Linked DNA regions of Sus scrofa: region 1 is linked to region 2. Evidence: chromatin contacts called from public Hi-C data. All regions are on one chromosome and are shown on one strand. The core of a region is the stretch at or near the end of the contact, and the rest is flanking DNA. Distances in the headings are between cores, read along the strand shown. Region 1 overlaps CDC14A (dual specificity protein phosphatase CDC14A). Region 2 has its middle 48 kb from the start of VCAM1.

What was found. A called contact is a pair of places that touch in the nucleus more often than the background predicts.
Region 1: a Hi-C map of liver shows a contact between it and region 2, with 7 times the contacts expected there. A contact is called at or near these places in 3 of 47 Hi-C or Micro-C datasets (epiblast stem cells and liver) and 1 of 2 datasets of targeted methods (alveolar macrophages).

The regions. Positions count from the first base shown.
Region 1 is chr4:117,698,855-117,706,024 of Sscrofa11.1, reverse strand. It overlaps CDC14A (dual specificity protein phosphatase CDC14A), which reads left to right. Exons shown (of 16, transcript XR_002343573.1): 9 at 4,822-5,052. Among named protein-coding and RNA genes, the nearest start is that of GPR88, 79 kb to the right of the region's middle.
Region 2 is chr4:117,555,320-117,562,408 of Sscrofa11.1, reverse strand. No RefSeq gene overlaps it. Among named protein-coding and RNA genes, the nearest start is that of VCAM1, 48 kb to the right of the region's middle.

The DNA.
Region 1 (7,170 bases), core at 2,810-5,309, 150 kb before region 2:
CACTTAACACATCATAGACTTCTTTCCATGGCGGTAAATGTAGATCTTCATTATAATTTTCCATGACTGTATTCAGTGACTGTGCCATAATTTCATTAATCAGTCCACTTTTTGAATGAGATCTAAGTTGTTCACAGTTTTTCACTTTTTAAAAACTGGTGGTTGGCATACATCTCCACATATCTTTTTTGTAGCCGTAGTTTCTTCTAAATTCTATGTAGAACCGCTACACAAAAAGATATGAGTATTTTGTGTCAATTCTTAATTGTCAAAAATCTTAAAAATTCTTTTTGGTCCCATATTACAATATAGGGAAATAATTAGCCACCGTTTGCTTATATGCTAGGAGTGGTACTAAGCCTTCTGTGCACCTCATCTATTTAATAATCAGAACCACCCTCTGGACAGCTGGTAGTTACTTTACGGAAGAGAAGATGGAAGCTTGGTAACCTAACTTGGCCAGCTTCTCACAGCTGGAAAGTGGCAGGGTGTCGATTCAAACACAGATCTCTCTGATTAAAGTCTGTTATTTTTAATTTTATTACAGAGGCAGTATATTTCACTACAGAAAGTTTAAGCAATCTATATAAAAAGTCACCTGTAATTATATAACTTAGAAATAGCCACTGTTAAGATATCATTTGCTCTGAATACATGGTTTTTTTCTTTGCATGTATGGTGCCCTCTCACATTGAGAAAAAAAGGTCTGAAATTGCTGCTTACCTGATACTTGCCAGTTTTTTTGTCTGCAACAATTTCATTTAAGGCTATTGTTGGTAAAATATTGATAATTTACTGGAATCCCCATTTTAGATCTGATACTCACTGGAAACTTCATGGTATTTTTGGTAAAGGGTTTTAAGTTTGTAAATCCTTTTTGGACTTAATAATTCTCTGATGGAATTAATAAACTTGATCCAATTACCCTGAAATGCTGGCTCATTCTTTTTTTTTTTTTCTTTTTTTCATTTTTCTTTTTGAGTTGAGAAATCCTGAGTTTCCTGAGGAGACCGAAAGTCATTTTAGGGGTTTGTTAGTAGAGAAGGTGGATTTTTAAGGAATTAACACTTAAATAGCTGTTGCTAGGATGTAGCAAATGGAAGCCCTAAAATCTTGGGATCTGGCAGAATGCATTGTAACTGTTTTAAGTAATGTGTTGTGTCAACAGAGACCAAGGAGGAGCTTCTTTCAGTCATCATTGTTCACATTGTTTTGCCAAGGGGGCGGGGGAACCTTACCTCCTACCCTTTTTTGGTCAAACAAGTTTGAATTGATAAATGAATAATATAGCAGTAGAACAAAGCATATTTCAGATTTCAAATCCCCCCCCTCCAAATTCTCAGATGGGAACATGCCCTTCATCTCTATTTTTTTAAGGAAAGCAAGCAAGCACAGAGAAAAAAACCCTTGAGACAGGGAATCCCAACAATTTGAAGTGTCAGCCTGCTCATTTAAAGAGAGAAGCCAGCCAGGTGTGAAGAGCCTGAGCTGACTGACTCCTGGCTCCACCTTAAACTGGCTGTGTGAACTTCTGAGAGTTCCTGAATGTTCTTCTCTCATCATCAGTTTCCTCTTTGTGTCAAATGGGGAAATAGGATGCACATTGCAGGCATTTGGTGAGGAGTAGAGATGTTACAGGAAATGCCTTCTGCAGTGTCAGGCACATTAATAGGTACTTACTAGATAGCAGATGTTCTGATTACAGTTTTATCACTATGGACCTAATAAACATATTTTATTGCTGTCCACATTTACCTGCTTATTTTGCAGTTTTCAGTTTTAAGGGAAAATGGGTGGAATAATCATTTGACTCTACTGTTCTTCAGTTGCTTAACTTTCACAGAGAAGCTGGGAAGAGATGAATTTTACAATCTCTCTTAGCTCTGAAATTGCATCTCTTTGGTCAATGCCAGGGCTCTGCCTGTGCTTTACTGATGCCAGGGCACCATCTAGTGGCCAGATGGAGTAAGGATCAGATTGGACACAGGGTTGGACACATGCTCCGTCAGCTCTGTGCGCATTACCAAAGCCATTCCCCCCTTAAAAGCATCCAGATACACCGAAAACACCCACAAATAGTTGTTCGGAGGTTATTGTCATTTTTTTTTGGTTATAACTCATTTGAAATGCTTTTGAGGATTTTTTAAATTTACAGTTGATTTACAATGTTGTGTCAATTTCTGCTATACAGCAAAGTGATTGTCATACAAATATATGTATGTGTATATACCTACATACATTCAAAAAAGATTATTTTCCACCATGTTCTATCCCAGGAGACTGTATATAGTTTCCTGTGCTATACAGTAGGACCTTTTGAGGATTTAAAGAAACTTCCTCAACCAGCTCTAGGAAGTGCAGCCTCAAATGTTCAGTCCTGTCTCATTTTTTGAAGACCTAACTAATTGAATCAAGTTGGACTTTACCTGAAATCAGCCTCAGCACAAGCCCTGGAATCTGACTGCCAATGTTCAAATGCTGCCTCTCTCTCTTCCCAGCAGTGTGTGCAGGGGCCAGTCCCCTTTCGCAGGCAACAGGGACTGAGCCATTGTAAGGCTGAATGAGATAATATTCATGAAGCACTAAGCTTAGTACCTGGCACAAAGTAAGCACTTCGGTAAATGTTAGAGTGATTATTATTGTTATTGTTACTATTTCAATGCCCCACTGCCATATTTGGATAACTGTTCAGGGTTCTTTTCTCAAAAGACAGACACGGTTTCTCTTGATAGTTGATTTGAGTGTATTATTTGTAATGCCATTTACTGCTGATGGAAACTCAAATATGAAGAGAAGTTCTTACAGCCTTGGTGGAGGAGGGGAGGGGACAGACACCCAATGAACTGTGAGCACATTTCATGGGAGTCGCCACAGAGGTGCCAGGTATGCTAGGAACCCAGGGTCAGAAGCACTTGTCAGCCTGTCACACCAGGAGAAGGTCCCGTGCCACGTATTATGGGTCCTCTCCTTCCATTTCTCCCATGATAGAGAAGCTCCTGTTTCCTTATGCCAGCCTCAGTTATTTTCCCCTTTAGGCTGTAAAATGATTTGAGCAAATAAACCAACTAAGAAAACAGATTTGAATTTTTCCAAGTTGAAAGGCATGTTTTCTCTAAATGTGTATAAGTCACTGTTTCTGTGCAGAACATCGTGAATGAGCTTCATATTACCTGTTTGCTCCAAAGCAGCATGGCTTGTGAAAATAGCATAGCTGTACTGTGGATCGGTTAGGCCAGTCTGCTCATTCTGCCTCCAGTCATTGTGTGACCTTGGCCAGTTAGGGCTCTGTGTTGCAGGCAGCGGAACCAATTCTCATCAACGGAACCCAAAAGGCATACTGGAATTGTATTGGGGAGCTCACAGCCTTCAAGGGGAGGCTGGAGAATGAGGTTTAGAAAATGAACAGGATCTGAGAGAGCTCGTGTATCAGTAGGATCCAGCCTGAAATGGAAGCTACTTAATTTCGAACAGAGGGAATGCAGTATAAGGAATTTGTCAGAGAGAAGGCTAAAAAGTAAAAGGGTAACTGAAAAAAACAAAAACAAAAACGAAACCCCACAAAAAATCCAGCATATTAAGGAAGAAATAGCTATTGCCTTTAAGGCTGAGGGGACAGAAAAGAAAACGTGGGGTTCCCAGACCCAGGGAGCTGGGCGGGTGCTGGGAGCCTGAAGGCTGGTGCTTGCATCTGGGGGCTGGGCTTGCATTTGGCAGGAGAGCCTGATGCTGGGCTGTAGGCTGGTGCTGGGAGTGTCCTCCCTTCTGCCACTAAAGCCTTGCTGGCAGGAGGACAGGAGACCCCCCTTCTCCCTCCCTCGGCCTCTAGTTGCTCAGCTTGTGCTTCAGGGCCTCTCACTTTTCCCTCTGACAGGAAGCCAGTGGGAAAGGTAGCTGGGGAAGTGTAATACATGCAGCCCAGCCGAGGCAGCTGAGAGCTGGCTTGACCTGAGAGAAGGTGGGAAATGACCAGCAAGGGCAAGATCCGAGGCCGTGGAAAATTCAGCCAGGGACACAGTACAGAAACTGCTGGTTCACTTTACTGGCTGCTGCTGCCTACCTGGCTTAGAGCCCAGTACCATGGATGAGTTCCAGTGTAATCAGTGCGCTGAGAAATTAGTCCCCTTAACCCCTGGGGCTGCCCAGCAAGGCAAAGTGCCCACTGGTCACCTTGGTTGGCGGCCCAACTGTTTGTAACCCAGCCGACTGCTGCTCCCAGGAACACTCACCAGATGCTGAACCCACTCACCTTAGAAGGGGGTTGGAGGCTGAGCATCTGTTCTCCAAACAGAAAAGGTCTACAAAAAAAGATGCTAACTTCACCTCATGTAGTTTTGTAATCTGTTACATGGGGTTTACAATTTTTTTCTTAATAGGTTGTTTTGAGAATTAAAGGGAATTATCTGCCCTTGTGACTTGTGCATGGCAGGTGCTCAGGAAGCAGTCTGTTGCAGGGGTTGCGCTGTGGATGAAAACTGCAGGTCTGGCAAAAAGGCTTTCACCATAGTTCACAGGTGTTTGTCAAGAGGAGCCAAAAGCACAAAGAGTTATTCCGAGCCTACTGTGCACATCCGAGCGCCTCCAGAGGCCTGCTTCGGTTAAGGTGGAGTGCGCTCCCCAGCATTCAGAGCTTTTTCCAGTTGGAGAAGGTTTCTTTCCTTCCTAGGTGTTTCTCTCCGTTATTCAGACTGCTGGGCCCACCTCACTCATGAAATCGCTTTGCTCCCGATCTCTGTTGAGATGAAGGATCTTCCCTGCGAAGGGTGTTGGGGTTCCTAAGATGAAATGCGTCCCTCCGGCTCACAGCTTCTCTCTCTCCTTTAGGTTATCCGCTTCACGCCCCCGAGGCCTACTTTCCTTATTTCAAAAAGCATAACGTGACTGCAGTTGTGAGGCTGAACAAAAAGATCTACGAGGCGAAGCGCTTCACAGACGCCGGCTTCGAGCACTACGACCTCTTCTTCATCGACGGCAGCACACCCAGCGACAACATCGTGCGAAGGTTCCTGAACATCTGCGAGAACACCGAGGGGGCCATCGCGGTTCACTGCAAAGGTGCGCGCGAGGAGAAGGCCTGGGGTCCTGGGTTTCTGAAAGGGAAGCAGAACCAGTTGGCGCCTTGAGGGGGTTGGGGGGGGGAGAGTCATTTTTGGTTTCAGAAAACTGGAACGCAAGCCCCCTTAAGTAACCCCTTCCTAAAGAACGGGTTGCTTGGATGTGGACGGTGGGTGGGGAGTGGCTTTCTGGACAAGGCAGTTTTTCCGGCCTTACCTTCCCGAGTTCGGGCTCGCCGACCCCAGACGCCAGGAGGAGGGAATCACCGCAGCAGGCGGTAGGCTGGCAGGAACGTCTCCAAGTCTGTACCTTTGCCCCCAGGCAAGGGTTGCTGGTTCCCTCGTCCCTCCCTGCTCTGAAATTGTGGGTCCTTTTCCCACCCCCTCCGCCGCTATGCCCCTACTTCATGACCCCGCCGTCTATCTGGAGCCCCACTTCGCCTTCCGCGTTTCCTCTCCCCTGTTAGTCTTTTGCATCGCGGGACAGGGTCTTTCCCGCTCATTGCTGGGGGACCGCAGCCTACTGCGCTCATCGCTAGCTTCCCTGTCGCAGTTGTGTTACTGCCTCTTGAATGGAAGACTTAAGCTATGTGAATGCATCTCTGGTCTCCGGGAGTGGGTATTTTGTGGGGTTTTGTGTGTGTGTGTGTGTCTTTTTGCCATTTCTTGGGCCGCTCCCGCGGCGTATGGAGGTTCCCAGGCTAGGGGTCGAATCGGAGCTGTAGCCACCGGCCTACGCCAGAGCCACAGCAACGCGGGATCCGAGCCACGTCTGCGACCTACACCACAGCTCACGGCAACGCCAGATCCTTAATCCACTGAGCAAGGTCAGGGATCCAACCCGCAACCTCATGGTTCCTAGTCGGACTCGTTAACCACTGCGCCACAACGGGAACTCCAGGAGCGGGTATTTTGGGATAGAGGTGGTTTAGATTATAGGAGGTGTAGGGGCGCCAGATTTAGCAAATAAAAATAGTGGATGCTCCGTTAAATTTGAACTTTAGATAGTGAGGACTTCTCTAGCATGTCTCAAATATGGCACCAAACAGACATTCTGTTTTACCTGGAAATCTTGTGTCAGCTACTCAGAAAATGTGAAATAAGATTTGCTCTCAGCCTGGTTGTTAGCTTCTGAGGAGGCTCGCATTCGAGATTTTTCAGCACGGTGAAAGATATTTTACTGAGATTTCAGTGAGGGGATGGAGCCGGGACGGAACCTCTCGCTCCTCACGTGCAGCTTTTCATATCGCCACTGGGTGGTGCTGTTCTCCGGCTTTGCGTCTGCGAACCGGTTTCTGTCCCTTTTTATGCTAATAGTCTGGTAGGTGTGGGGGATTGTACTGTTCCTCTGCCTAGCGCTGCTGTAATTGACTTATTCAGACGAGCATGGCTTTGGTTCTGACAGAAATTAAAATACCATTCTGTAGGCCCTTGTTTCTATGTTTAAGATGTGAGTAGGCGGGAGGTGCTTTGCTGAACAGAGGAGCAGCAACTGGAAGCTGCATTTTGCCGGAGCCCCTGCGACGGAAACGCGGCATGTGGCCCGGGGTTCAGCTGAGGGCTCCTCTGTCAAACTTCGTCCACGTGGACAGAACCCCCTCCGCGTTTCTTAGCAGGATGGGCCCCTGACTTGCAGGACTCTCTGTCCCGGGGGTGGGGTGGTGGATCTGTGAGGGAGTTGTCTTTTGCTCACGCCCTGTGAACGTCTGCTTTCCGTTCCCCCGGGGTGGCGGTGCGCTGGCTCGCCCCCCGTGTCACTCGTCTGCACCCTGGCTTTGCCTCTGTCCCATCTTGTTAAAGCTTGCCCGGGCCCAAGGAAAGGCCTGCATTTCACATGCACTCGGAACCTCGGCATCCACGCGATCCCGCATCCGCCAGGTGGACTGCAAAGGGCTTGGGCATCCGCGGGTTTCGCCCTCCGCGGGGGTCCTGGCACCAGTCCCTCTCGGAGGCCTAGAGACACCCGAGTGTCACTGGAACTCGAGAGCTAATGGGAACATGGTAGCTGCTAAAATTTAGTAGGAGTTTTTCATATGCTGCCTTTCAAAGTTTATTTGTTCACATATACAGGTGGTGACGCCTTTTTGAGAGTGTTTCTTTTTCATAAATTTAATTTTAT
Region 2 (7,089 bases), core at 4,524-7,023:
TCCGCTTGTGCAGGGTGTGTGACCACGTAGATAAACCTGGGAGGGAGCTTGAGAAACACTAACGGGGGGAAGAGGTCAGGGTAGGGTAGGAGCACTGGGCTGAGCCAGAGGAGGGTCTGAGGAGGAGCGAGAGGCCAACCCTGCCCCATACTCTGGAGAGGAGGCAGAGCAGTTAGAAAGTGGTACTGGGCTTAGCCAAGGGGATTAGTGGTGGTAGATACGGAAACAAGTTCAGAGAAGGATGAGGATGTTCTCTGAGAGAGGTGAGAACGAAGATTACAGACAGTGAATGACGGAAGGATAACGGGAAGAGGTGAAGTCAGGAGGACCGTGAGTGCGCTACCCTCTGAAAGAAGATGCGCGTAAGCCACAAAGGGAGGGCAGAAGGCAGATGCGCACCAAGAGGGGCAACCATCAACCGGAAGCAGTGATTTCTAAGGTGGCTCTTACCTGAGTAGTGAAAAGAAAAATGGCGACTCTTTGAAATTTAAAAATAATTATGTGTTACTAAAAAATCAGTTATTGTTTTTAAACCATGTATGTAAAACTAGTCAAGGGATCTTTCAAATGACTATATTGAATTTATTTTTACGTATTCAATGTCTAGCAAGGGCTTGCCCTATCTTCATATGCAATAAGTAGTGGGAGGAATATATTATTGGGCTTTGGATAATTTTAGGAAAATATGTTTGTTACCTTAATTGGTCTAAGGGTCCTTTCAGTGGGAGATGGTCATTTTAGACTTTTTATGAGGGAATACTAGAGCCCTTTTCTTCCTACCAGTTTGAGATTGCAGGTATTTCTTCAAAGTGACTAGGACATTTGCAACCCCAAAGCTCTGGGGGTGGGGGAGTTGGTGAGAGCCAATCAGAGCATAATTATGTTCCATTACGTTGTGTCTGTGATACCAGGACAATGTCCTGAGGCAGGAAGAACTGGTGAACTTAATAAAAAGGGATATTAATAATATTTATTTTTCCATTCCTTCATTCATCACACACGCATTCAACCTTCCACCATATTTACTATGCACCTGCTGTGAGTCTGGTACTATTGCCAGAGACAGGTCCACCCTCTCCCCTCCTGGAGACTACATCGCTGTGAACAAATAACAGTGTTACATAATGTCACGTGATGATAAATGTTACAAAGGAGGGACCACTGTTTCCTACAGAACTGCCTTGGAAGGTCTCTGATGAGAAAACCCTTAACAGAGATCTGAAAGATCTAGCGGAAGCATGTCCTAGGCAGGGTGAACACCGGATGCTAAGACCATTCATTCTTGAGCCAGGACTGGACTTGGCACATTTTAGGAAGAGCAAAGTCTGTGGGGAGAGTAAAAAGAGCAGGTGGAGAGAGGTAAAGTGCAGATCATGGAGAAGGAAAGTGCAGATCATGTGGGAACTTGAAGGCTTTTCTGGTCATGTTGGATGGGTTTGGAGCGGAAAAAGCAACATGTTAGGGATTATGTGTTTAGAGGATCACTTTTAAATTGCTAGCTTTTTCCTTTTTTCTTTTTTTAGTATTGTTTTGTTTTGTTAAAATTTATTTAATTACACATTTACAAAGTTTATTTTTTATTTTATTTTTTTTGGCACACTGCGTATAGAAGTTCCTGGGCCAGGGGTTGAATCTCAGCTGCATTTATGACCGATGCCCCATCTGTGGCGATGCTGGATCCTTAACCCACTGTGTCTCTCCAGGGATTGAACCCATGCCTCAGCAGTGACCTGAGTTGCTACAAAGACTATGGTGGATCCTAAACCCACTGTGCTGCAGCAGGAACTCCTACAAGATTTAATTTTTAATGATGTCTGTATTTAAGTACTGGCTTAGGAAATTCCTGTAAAGTTAGCAATAAGCACTTGTGAACCTGTACAACTGACTCTACCATGTCTTAGAGGATTGCTTTGACCGCTATGTGGATATAGCGGTCAAAAAAGGGCAAGACCGGAAGTAAGGAAACCAGTTAGGAAGCTGCTACAGTAATCCAGGCAAGAGAAGATGGACGTTTGAATAAAGGTGACAGTGGTGGTGACAAGGAGAGGTGGTAAGATTCCAGATATATTTTAATTTATTTATTTATTTATTATTTGTTTTTATTTTTTATTTTTATTTTTTGTCTTTTTGCTATTTCTTGGGCTGCTCCCACGGCATATGGAGGTTCCCAGGCTAGGGGTAAAATCGGAGCTGTAGCCACCGGCCTACGCCAGAGCCACAGCAACTCGGAATCCGAGCCGCGTCTGCGACCTACACCACAGCTCATGGCAACGCCAGATCCTTAACCCACTGACCAAGGCCAGGAACCGAACCCGCAACCTCATGGTTCCTAGTCGGATTCGTTAACCACTGCGCCACGACGGGAACTCCCAGATACATTTTTAATTTTTAAAATAATTGCTTTATTGAGGTGTAATTCACATACCGTAACATACCATAACATTTGGTTTAATTGTGCCTGTTTCAAGTGTAAAATTCAGTGGTTTTGCAGACAGATATGATGGAACTCGATAATGGAGCTGAGTCTAAGAATGAGGGAAGAGGAGCAGCAAGGCTTTCACTTGGCCTAGGGACTAAGCAACTTGATGGACACTGGTGACATCTTGGGAGACGCAGAGAACTGAGAAGAAAAGTACCTATATCCCAGGACTAGGAGCTATAAGCACATAGAAAGTGCCTACTCTGCTGTACATGGAAAATATATTGACTCTTTTTCCCCTACATAATACTCACTCTCTATTTCTGGACAGGATAGGCAAATCATAGGTTCAGTTACTGACATTAGGAATATAGCCAGAGAGTTTCAGCAGGAAGACTGAACTGATGTTCAGAAGCAGAACTGTGGCTCTCGGAAGTTTTATATTTCTTCTTTCTGGGAGGCTGGAAAAGTCTCTTGGTTATGGCAGAGGATTAATTTCTTCTGGAAGCCAGAAAGCAAAGGATCATACAGGATATTTTCTCCAGGAAGCCAGAGAATAAAGTATCGTGTTGGATCATTTTAATGGGCCTTAAAATGGCTTCCACTAGTATCCTTTTATGGAAAAAGAATAAGAGCATGTATGATGTATCCTTGTTGCCCAATAAATCACCGAAAAGTAAAATTTGGTGCTCTCCGCTGGGATTCCCCACCATCAATTCTACCACCTGACTTTGTGATGCGCCCATTGCTTTTGTGAATTGTGTATTTATATAGTAAATTAACAAATCAATATAATTTGATTTGATTTGATCAAGCTTTATAAATATATATGTACATACACACATATAAGACTTAGGCTTAACATTAATCATCACATTCATTACTAGAATTATGGATAAAACAACTGGAGAAAGGCCAACTGAGTTGAATGTGGGGAGGGAAATTCAGGGATAAAAATTTTTGAATGGGAAGTACTTGGTTTGGATTCTTGCCTTATTCTGAACCTGGGGACTCATTTGTCTTAGTTATCTCATTTGTCTTAGCTATCTACTATATGTTTGTTAGTAATCAAACATATCGATGCTTAGTGGCTTAAGACAACAGTTTGTAATTGTCTCTTCTCGTTTGATGGGCTGACTAGGCTTATCCGGGTAGACTTCCCTTGGGGTCTCATGCAGCTGCAGTTGTAGAGCTGCTGGGCTGCCGTCCTGTGAAGGACCACCGGGGCTGCTGGTGGTCCAGTACGGCTTCTTCATCGCATGTCTGGCATCTCTGTGCTCTGTGGCCTTTCTGTCTAGCAAAGTATCTTGGACTTCTGACACGGCAGCTCGGAGCACCAAGCAGCAGGACGTGGAAATGTCCACTCTTCACAAAGCCCAAACTCAAAACTAACGCAATGTCATTTCCGCAATATTCTGTTGGTTGAAGTCGTCAGGGGACATCCCAGATTCCAGGTGGTGAAGGAATCGACTCCACCTTTCGGCAAAGGCGTTGTATGCGTGGAGAAGGAGGGAAAGAATTGGCGACAGCCCTTTGGGAGATAAACTCCATTTAATTAGCTTGTGATCACTTTCCCTCTCATCTAGGAATTGCCAAGCCTTTTACAAAAGATTATTTTCTTTAAATATTAATTTTTTTGAAATCAACTTAGCTCTAGACTCTATTCTATAGTCAGAAAGTCAGAGATTTCCAATTGTGGTATATCTTCTAAAACTTATCTGGCAGCAGAATATGACTTTGACATGCAGTTCATTACCGCGTTATCAAACCATTAGATGCTTTTCCTTAAGAAAATAGATAAGCAGATTTGGATTCTCCTGCAACTTTTTGCTGGAGATCAACCATTTGGAATACTCTGATTTTATTTTTAAGCCTAGATCTGCAGGCCAATGGAAAGAATAATTTCCAGAATCAGCCTGGTCATAACTTTTGGTCAATGAGATGTATCTATTTTAACTGCACCAAGGTCCACAGATATGGACAACCATGTGTGCCTTTGTCAGTCTTATGTATCAGACCTAGAGTGCAGTTGTACAAGCATGGGAAGCCAAACAAGGCGGTACCAGTTTGAGGTGGATCAAGTCCAGCACTGACCAGGAGTGAGGAGTCAGCAAGAGTTGGCAGGTGTAGAATCAGAAGCCAACCGGGGAAGTCGCCAGGAGATTCCAAAAAAGTGGGAAGGGCAAGCAGCCCAAGCAGGATAAGAGCCAACATAAGAACTGAGCTAACCCAGGAGACGTTCCATCCCTAGGGTAGCAGCTAATAGCAACAGAAACAGACAAGCAAGTTATTAACAAGCTGCTTTAAATACTTAATAAGACAGAGATAGAACAAAGCTAAGAGAGCAGGAAGCAGCAATTGAGAAAATACACCTTTGAGGTGCACCCATAATTATGCAAGACAGGGAAGTCTTTGCAACTCAGCTGCTCAACCCCTTCCAGTCATCCCTAAGGAAATTTCCTTCAGGCTGGACAAGAATCTGAAAAATCCATAACGCCGTAGGTTTAGGAATTCCCCATTCTTGTTGTTATGAAGAGTTGTCTCACACCCTCCTGTGATCATGACTTTCATTTAACTCACATAAAATGTTTGCAAAGTGTTTGTCATGTAGCACTCAATGCATGTTTATTCCTCCCCTGCTTTTCCTTTAGCAAGAGGCAACTCCTGGCCCCACATCATGAGGGTAGTGCTGATTTGGTTTTGTGATCAATATGTGACTATTCTTTTGTTCTCCCTATTGTGACTGCCTTTATTTCTCTTTGACTTAAAAAATACATTTAGTGCCCAATTTGCAAATTATTTCCTGCTTTTTTTTTCTTTTTCCTTCTACGGCCGCACAGGTGGCATGTGGAAGTTCCCAGGCCAGGGGCTGAATTGAAGCTGCAGCTGAATATGTAGACGATTCTCAGTTGGTTGATATCACCCATGTCGCCACACGCTACTGATCACTTTGAATAGAATCCGAGTCACCATAATTCTCTGAATGGTACGTGTCGATTTCAACGTAGGAACAAATTGGATAATCATGAAAAGTAGTTGCCTACATGGCGTATAAAAGAGTCTGCTCTGATCCAAGTTCCTTTGAAACAAGGTTAAATTGAACCAAAAGAAGTTAAGACGATGAGAAGGAAAAGATTCACGGGCCCAAAACATCTCTATGATAAGGACTTGGTAGAAATTTTCAGAAAAGGCCAAACATCGCCTCTCTCATTTATGAAGAAATCTAAATAAAGATTATATATGAAGATGAAATGACCTCAGAATGAACGCTTTCATGAGAATCCAAGCTGTCACATCCTGTATTAGCAGAAACGCTCATCAGCACACCCTGAAGCAGAGGGCCACTGTTGAATACCGTAATTCAAGTGAGAAATGGCAAAAGCAGACTTACTTTCCAGAACTACCCAGTTAATCAAAAAGCCTGGAACTATTCCCAGGATGCTTTTTTTAAAAGTCTAGACAAAACCTCAAGATAACCTTTGCACAGTTGATCTAACGCCAATGGGATATGAGAAGAGACAGTGGGAGAGCCGCATTATCAAGGGGGGTTTACAGAGAATAAAGCGATGTGCAAATGGAGACTAGGAGAGAAAAGGTAAAGGCAACTCATTTGTGTGCCGGGTTTCAGGGGGGAGCGTAGGGGTGGGCAAGGAAACATTCAAGGGAAAGAAGAAACAGTTCTACAATGTGGAGGAAGTTGATCAGACTTCAGCTTCCCCAGAGGATAAGCATTACATAATTATTAACTTGTACTTGGCACCCGATTTAGTCCCCACACAAAGAATTAACTCAAACCTAGGAAAAACCCTGAAAGAGGGGACATTTTATTTGAAGGTGGGTGCTGTGGGTAGAATAATAAATAAAAATATTTTTATTCTCACTGATGACTTCCAAGTGGAAGTTCCAAACTCCACAGTGACCAGTGGAAAAAATTCAGCTGGATGAGAGCATTGTTTAATTCCTCAGCGATGACTTGGGGTCCAGAGGTAGCTTTGTGTTGCATTGTTGCACTTATAGTTGAATCTAATTAGAGCCTCTCATCTTCCCTCCAATTTTGAATGACAAGAAAATTGGGAACTTTGGCTTTTCTTGAGAGGCTCAAATAAAACACACAAGTAAATCTCACGTGGCCCATATACAATGGATTAGTTACGCAGTTCAAGTGCTCTCTGACTTTACCCAGCTGCTCCTTGAGATTTTATCTCGAAGCACATCTATTTCATTTGGTCAACTGAAACTATAAAATACTCTCTAAGAAGGTCAGGTAACACAAATAGATACCAGTAGGAGGTAATTTTTCTCTCCCCACCACCACTTTTTTCAATTAGCTGAAGATAAATATTCCAAACATAGCCACCTCTACCCTCCGCTTCTAGATACGTACCCAGGAGAAACAGGTCCACCTCAAAGATATACAAGAATGTTCACAGTAGCTTTATTCATAATAACCAAAGATTTTAACAAACTCCAATGTCCATCAACAATAGAATATTACAAAACACTGGAAAAGAGCCAGCTGTTGTCACAGGGAGCAACATGGATGAAACTCACAGAAATCATGTTGAGTGAAAGAAGACAGGGGAGTTCCTGTTGTGGTTCAGTGGGTTAAGAACCCAACACATCTCCATGAGGATGCAGGTTCAATCCCCGGCTCCGCTCAGGGGGTTAAG